Regions from separate parts of the Gossypium hirsutum genome. Here region 1 is linked to region 2. A link is a contact called in public Hi-C data. All regions are on one chromosome and are shown on one strand. The core of a region is the stretch at or near the end of the contact, and the rest is flanking DNA. Distances in the headings are between cores, read along the strand shown.

Region 1 (4,304 bases), core at 89-2,588, 130 kb after region 2:
AGTCGAACTTAAGTATCTTGTGAGCATCAATATCTCATTTACACTCCTAGCCGAGCTTATATATCTATTTTTACCATATTTGAGTGGTTTATTGAGTTAACGTTACTTTTTAGTGTCATAAGTAATTATTGAATTTTTTATACAATAATAAATACTATTATATGGTTTTTTTTTGTCATTTCAAGTTAAATTTAAAAAAAATATATATGCTTGACAAGATTTGAACCCCAAAACACCATGATTTTCAATTTTTTATCATTTCAACTAAATCTTCATTTGATTTTTAAAATATATTTTTTTTATAAATATATTTACTACATAATTTTTTTTCACATCTAATATATGATATATATATATATAATCAGCATATTATTTGTTTGCTTAAGTTTAGGTTATGGATTTTAGAGTTTACTCAAATTTAAGTACATTTGTAAATGATTAATTTACTCATTTATATTATTTTGAATTTTTTTACAAAATTTTATGTAATTACAATTTAATTTTTTTATATTTTTATTGAAATTTTAAATATAGATGATATATTTTAAATATTTACATTATAGTAATATTATATACTATTATAAACTTAATTTTTGTGTGATAGAAATCAAACTACTTATAACATATAACATAATATAGTATAAATTTATATTTTTAATGTGAAAGGATTAAATTGAGAACTTTTAATAATGTTTGCATTTAAACTATTAATTTTTTTATTAGATAACAATGAATACAAAAATAATGGATGGAAAGTGGAAACGACTTGAATTTACTTATTTTTTAACATATTAGATGAATAAAAAGTTGAGAGTTTATTCCGTTGGTATGATTTGAACATCAACTGAATAAATCCACAAACCGAATTTATTTAATAAATCAATTTGATTCATACAATTTAATCGAGTAAGCATCTGCTTCAGTCTAGGCCCATTCCCATAGCAAAGAGAAAGCCCAACATTCAGAGAGCCAGCCTGGTAATAAAGACTGGACCCTACCACTCAGATGCAGCCACGTGGGAAAATGGATTTGATTATTATAATTTTACCTCTTCCACTTTTTTTTAAAAATTTTTAGTCTTGATCCGATTAAATCTATTTAAGGCTATATCTATTTAATCTATACTTTTTCAAAATCTAAAATTTTAATATTGACATAAATAATATTTTTCTACCCAAAATTTGAAAATAACAAAACTTAACCTAATCAATTTAACTGTTATTATTTAGTGAGTATTAAAATTAAATATAATACAGAGATCAAAAATAATTAAATTAAAGCATGGAGACTAAATCCACGTAACTTTCTTAAAAGTAGAAGGACTAATAACAGAAATTAACCATTTGTCTATACCCGATTCCATTCCTTAGCAGCCGTTGTCCATGTACGGAGTAAAGTAGCAAAGAAGTTGTCTTGGCGGCCGAGCGATCAAACAAACCACCTCGAAGAAGCAATCTCTTGTGGTGTACATCCGATGCGTTTTTATACCAGATCAGATCGCCGTAGCCACTACCAAATCGTTTTGGGACAGTTTTCGTAGCATCGACCGAACATGAGTTTCCTCTTTGGCAATAGAAATACCCCTGCAGGTATCAATTTTGTTTTCAAATAATTAGAATTTGTATTAATTTCGAAAATCGCTACTAATTTTGTTGTGATCTGTTCGTATTTGAATTTGATGATGTGATTTTATATTGAGGGCTTTGGTAATTGAATAATTAGAATTAAGGATTTCGATTGAAGTAGTATGTTTCTTATAGTTTTAGAAATAGTTGTGAATTCTGCTAATGACAGGAATTCGAATGCTTTATTTTGTTTATTTGGTTTAATTTTGGATTTTAGGATCGAGTAATTGTATGGTAGTTTGCTAGTTCAAATTTCTAAAAGTAAGGTTTTTGCACTTTATTGAGCCTGTCACTTTAGTGTATCAAAGATCAAGCAAACAAATTGGGTGAATTGTGTATTTTGTGGTTCTCAATTCATTTCCCCTAATGCCGGATTCTCAAGTCATTTTGTATTGTAGATATACATATATTTTTTCAGAGCTTCTGCGAGAAAATAAGCAGATGCTCGACAAATCTATTAGAGAGATAGAGAGGGAAAGGCAAGGAAAAGAAACTGATTGCTGAGATTAAGAAAAGTGCAAAGCAAGGGCAGATGGTGTGTTACATATATTTTTTACAATTTTGTTTTCTATTTTTGCTCAACATTTTTACTTATGCGTAGTTAAAATTTCTCTTAAAAAATTGGTATATCTAATTGAGAGCTTATTAGCTTGGCATTTTTATGTTTTAGTCAGTTATGTGAAGCCTTTTTTATTTTTTTGGTATAAATGAGGTTGCTTTATTGGTGATTTTGATTATGTACTGGCTTGATTCGATGTTTGATGATTAGTTTTATGTGTGAATGACATGTTTGCTAGGATCATATCGATTTATTGCTGATTGTTCTCTACCACTTCACAGATAGATATGATGAGTTATTTTTCTTTTTCATCTCACTCATTTTAAACAAAATGCATCAATTACACTTGCGGCAATTTGGTAGCTTGAGTAATGTGTATGTCTATTTTGCTTCGTATTAGTGGACTAGTGTAGTCATTTCTTGTCTAATTGAGCTTCAATATTGTATTTCGCATCTCTTATCTTGTGAAAGTAGGTTTCTTTTAACTTTCAGATTTAAAAGTTATTGTATATGATCTGCATGTTTCTTATTGACATGAATGGGCTTTGCTGTCCACCGAGCCTACTATCCTTTAAATATTTTGTTCTCGGGATTTTATTTGAGGGATGGCAAAAGACCTTATCCGGACACGCCATCAGATTGAAAAGTTTTATAAGCTCAAATCACAGCTCCAGGGTGTATCTCTTAGAATTCAAGTATGTACTTTTATCCTTGCATTTTATCTGTGTCAATGACTTCTAAGTGTGCAATTTGTTTTACCTAAGTGCTTGACATAGAAAATTATGGCCACACTTCTGATGCTTGTTAAGTAGATGGAAGTCGATAGCTATAATTGGGGAGGGGCTATTACAAAAACTTTTGATATATGCCCTGTTCCATACCATGTATGGGAATTTATATGTGAAAATGAAAAAAAGAAGATATGTTGGAACATCAATTAACTTGATTCTCATCTGAAATTATTTAGAGTTGGGGGATAAATGAACTGCATCAGCAACTGATGTACATTGCAAGATTGAAGCCTAGTGAATTTACAAGTTTTAATTGCTTATAAATCATAAAGTTTGAAACTCGACTGAATTTGCTGTACTGTACAACATCCAGACATTGAAATCAACACAAGCAATGGGAGAGGCAATGAAAGGTGTGACAAAGGCAATGGGGCAAATGAATAGACAGATGAACTTGCCATCCCTGCAGAAAATTATGCAAGAGTTTGAAAGACAGAATGAGAAAATGGAGATGGTGAGTGAGGTGATTGGTGATGCAATCGATGATGCTTTGGAAGGGGATGAAGAAGAGGAGGAAACAGAAGAATTGGTGAGCCAGGTTCTTGACGAGATTGGAATTGACATCAACCAAGAGGTACTATTTTCACCACTTCTTTTTCAGCATATATAAGCACATATAGCTTGAATATGCTGTCCTTACTAACCCTGCTTTTTTGGATCCAATCACAGCTCGTAAATGCACCATCAGCTGCTGTTGCGGCACCAACTGCAAATGGTAAGATTGCACAGGTGCAAGCAACTGGCAATGATGACAGTGGGATAGATAGTGACTTACAGGCAAGGTTAGACAATTTGAGAAGGATGTAGTAACTATGCCTAATTACTTTTGTCTCTGTGTTCCAACTTGGAAATGCGTTTGGATTTTAACATTTGGGAAACATGTACCAGAGTTAGTTGATACAGGATTTCCAAATACGTGGAAATTGTAATAAATTCGCCATTTATTCTTAGAGTAGATTACAATGTGTACTCAAATAATTCCAAAGCAATCAGGGATGCACTTTGCTTCTTTCTGAATGAAGAGAATGGACATAAAATTACTTATGTCCAATATCCACGAACCTTGGGTTACCTCCCTAAAAATTTAAGAGTTGGAAGGTCAAAATAAAATTTCATATCATTTTAATATATAAATAAGTTGGAAATACTAAAATTTGAACTCAAATTTGTTAAATCTCATTCCACCTATATAAAATAAACACCAAGACCTATAATCCAACTCAACTATTTATCCATTTTGAGCTTTATTTCATAATTTTAATTCAAACTGTTAAATTTAAAAAAAAAATTTAACCTAACTCATTTAGAGTAAAATATATTATAGATGAA
Region 2 (3,884 bases), core at 889-3,388:
CATGAACACACATCAAATTCAAAGATTCTTTTTAGCAGATAGTTTTAACTTCAGTCTACTCTACATCAGTCCATGTGACTAACATTGTAACAACTAAGATTGACAAAGAAAGAAAAGGAAAAAATAGGAAAAGTGAATGCAGAGAGATAACAGTTTTAGCAATTGAGGCCAAAATATGTCAGTTTCCACTAAACAACCTAAATCCTAGCTTTTGGGGTTCTAGAAAAATAAAAAAATATTGAAACTCGCACTCTTGCAACAACCTAAATCCATGTTCTCACTTCTTTTCCAAAGCTCAATTAGTAGATAAATGTACAACATATGATCCCATCCGAGCACCACTACAAATTCTAATCCACAAAACAAGAGCTGCATTTCTAATGTCCCATAATCAAATCAAAAACAGAAGAAGAAAACATTTGCAACAATGAAAAGGTTTTAGTTTTAGCAAAGCAAAGCCAAACATCAATTTCATGTAGAAATCAGTAAGCTTTATGGAAGCTTCTCTAATAACTTCCAATCTAAGCAAACATCAGAGAAGAACTTTAACATTCACAACCTTGCAAACATGCCAAAATTCCTCAAAAATGTAAAACCCAGAATGGAAAAACGTACACTAAATAGCTAAACCTCAAAAGTCCCAAAAAAGGGGGAAAAAGTAAAAGGCAAAAGCTAATACCTTTTATACAGTTCCCCAAAGGAGCCACCCCAAAGGCGTTTCCTAAACAACCCTTCAGCACACTGGTGGCCTTCCCAAAGCTCGAGCCCACCGGTGACGATCCCAGGGACGAACACAACTGGGTGATTCACCGTCAAGCCCTCTTTCCGCAACTTGACCCCGGGTGGGTCCGTCAACGGCCCTGTTATCGCCTCCGTTACATATTGCGGAATCGAAGCAGGCATTGTATTGTAAAGTAATAACAAGAACCACCACACCGAACATACAAAACCAATGAACCAACAACAACTGTCCCAACATGACCATTTCTTGGAATTATAGCTTTCTTTCCTGGGGCTCTCGTATAGGTTATTCTTCTCATCTTCCTTTACGATGTTGCACCGTAAGTTCTGGGACTTCGAGGAATCCGTCCCCTTCCTCCGCCGCAAAAACGACATCGTTATTTAATGCCAAAATATAATACAGGTTTGTTTCATTAACGGAGACTAATGAGAATCTGATACTAAGACTCTCATTAATTGTGAAAGAAAAAAAGGGGCGGGGGGCTTTTTTCTTCTCACTTGAGCCGGTGACAATAAAAGATAATGACAGCCACCACCGGAGTTAGAGGTGGAAGTATGAGATTGGGTCTTATTTAAGCTTCAAACAGACTCCTTTATTTTGATATTCCAGATTCCTCTGGCGAGGGTCCCACTGTGGGTCGGGGATGGCTAAGGAGGCTAGCGTCTCCTTTTTGGACTTTTTTTAAAGCCTGAGCCTGCGGTATAATCTGTTGGGAGCCGCCGGATTGACGATAGAAACTACGGTGGTCAAAGCATCAGACGGCGGTGGTGATGGAAATTAGAAATGGGTGGATTTCAACGGTGATTGGAGGTTGGAGAGGTGTTTTGAGTCTAATATTTCGGAGTAATTAATAATGTTTGTTATGTGCCAAAAACTAAAGATGCTTTCTGACATATACGCTTGGGAATGGAAGCCACGTGAGTGGGAGCGGATATGTGTAGATAGACCCGAATCGCTCAACGATGTACACGTTCCTGCAATTAAATCAATGATTTTTCAGCTCCAATTTGCCTCAATTTATATTGACCAATTGCCCTAAAAACACAAACCCGCAACACTAGGTTGTTGAGAATGATTAAACTAGTTCTAAAACAGACAACCCTCTGTCAAAAGTTTTACATCAATATTAGTAATAAAAGGAAATTTGTTTTGGAAATGGGTTGGAAGATCTGATACACCACACCACTTCAGGTAGATGGTAAATGATCAACATGCACAAATGCCAAATCTCTCACTATCATTATTAATGGCACTCACGAGTTGATAACATAGCCCAAGTTAAACGAGTTCTTCGGCCTTCCAATGATGAAACTAAGCCCATCGAGTCTCTCCAGTGGGCTTTTTGAAAACTGAGAAAAAAACAAAAGCAGAAGCTCAGCAATCAGCATCACGCACCAATCATTTCATCATCGGATCACACAGTGTATTAAAAAGGTAAAGGAAACATCATCTGAGCCCAGCAACGGCCTACACCAACCACACTCTTCTACTACCAATATACAGCAACAACTGCAGTGCAATGAGTGCATTTATCCCATTAGACCCATAGCTCCTTCGATGAGATTGAGGAGATTATAATTTGGTTTTATCTCTTCCATCTTTTTTCTTTTCTTTTATTAAAACCCTTTTTGTTGTTTAATTTTGTTTTTATTTTGGGTTGGCGCAGAGAATCTTTGATCCTTTTTAATTAAACGTGGCATCATTAAAGAGCTACCTGAGTCTCGAATATCGGGCTCCAGGTCCCTGAAACTTCAGAGGAAAAAAGAAAGAAAAAAAACCCTTAGTTCTCTCTTACCCACCACTGATCCTCAGATTTCTGGGTTTGCATTAAATTTTGCTTCTCTGTACGGTAAACTCGAAAACTTGTTTATTGTATAATCTAGTTCTCAAATTCTGACAAATCATAAATGTAGTTTTCAATGTATTGCTTTTTATTTAAACAGAAGATTTCTCAGCTTTCAGAGAATTTCGAAACAACAATGCTGACGTGCATAGCTCGTTCCAAGCAACCTGGTGATGACTCGGTGAGTCAACAAGAGGAAATGGACTCTTCCACTACTCCTAACACTAAGCACAACCAAGCCATCAAATCCCTCACTTCGCAGGTAATTAGCTTTCAGATTTACGACGTCAAGGTTTTCCGGTTCTTCGTTCTTTGTTTGGCTTTAATGACTGTGTGGTTTAGTTGAAGGACATGGCGCTAAAGGCGTCGGGGGCGTACAGGCACTGTAACCCCTGCACGGCGCAGAGTCGGTTGAGGAACATGGGCGAGTCTGACGCGGACTCGGACAGGTTCAGATGGTCTTATCGTCGGACGGGGAGTTCGAGCTCAGCGACGCCGAGGACGTGGGGGAAGGAGATGGAAGCAAGGTTGAAAGGGATGTCGAGTTCGAGCGGAGAAGGGACGCCGAAATCGTTGAGCGGACGCCGAGTGGACACGGTCGTGTTCGTCGAAGAAAGTGAGCCTAAAGAGTGGGTGGCTCAGGTGGAGCCTGGCGTGCTTATTACCTTTGTTTCACTTCCTCGCGGCGGCAACGATCTCAAGAGGATACGATTCAGGTGCGCCGCGCACTTATTTTTTCTGGATTTTCGCTTTCCATCATATTAAGAAATTTTTATTCCACTTTCGAAATTCGCTGGGAAATGGACTAGTCACGTCACTGCTCCAATGCCTGCCTAGTTTATTGTTAACATCAATAAACGAACAAAATGTTAAATAATACAAAGTTATAATGGTTTTGGTTTAAATTCCTATCTATTATTTTAGACAATAATATTTGTTGTTGGGTTGGGACTTGCTCTGTCATATTTAGTTAAACTCTTTAACATGCATTCTTTTTTTTTTTTTTTAAAGCTGTGTTTGGATTGTCAATTTATGTGTTGCTGAATTGAGTGTACCAGCTAAGTTATTAAAACTTTCAAATTTTTTTATATTTTTTATTTCCTATGTAATTAAATTTCTTGATTTAAAAAAAAAATAAGTATAATCTCATTTTCTTATAATTATTTTACGTTTCAAACACAGATAAGTATTAAAATTGTAAAATTTGTACTTATAAATGGTGATGGATTTGTCATGGCTGCATCCAAACACTGCCTTAGCAACCTCGGCAGGAAAAGCAAGGATATTTAGGTGAGGGAC

The links. Hi-C and Micro-C count contacts between places; a contact is called where the count stands out from the background.
Region 1: a Hi-C map of leaf shows a contact between it and region 2, with 3 times the contacts expected there. The contact joins the promoter of LOC107897703 here to the promoter of LOC107897705 in region 2. A contact is called at or near these places in 7 of 34 Hi-C or Micro-C datasets (anther and leaf).

What each region holds. Positions count from the first base shown.
Region 1 is chrA06:19,659,676-19,663,979 of Gossypium_hirsutum_v2.1, forward strand. It overlaps LOC107897703 (vacuolar protein sorting-associated protein 2 homolog 1), which reads left to right and starts at 1,339. Exons shown (of 4, transcript XM_016823240.2): 1 at 1,339-1,589; 2 at 2,800-2,879; 3 at 3,289-3,549; 4 at 3,645-3,930. The coding sequence starts at 1,553. The coding sequence ends at 3,782.
Region 2 is chrA06:19,526,699-19,530,582 of Gossypium_hirsutum_v2.1, forward strand. LOC107897705 (protein Brevis radix-like 4) reads left to right here and starts at 2,139. Exons shown (of 6, transcript XM_041115295.1): 1 at 2,139-2,591; 2 at 2,689-2,847; 3 at 2,928-3,301. The coding sequence starts at 2,722. LOC107897707 (phospholipid:diacylglycerol acyltransferase 1) reads right to left here and starts at 1,894. Exons shown (of 7, transcript XM_041115292.1): 1 at 680-1,894. The coding sequence starts at 1,116.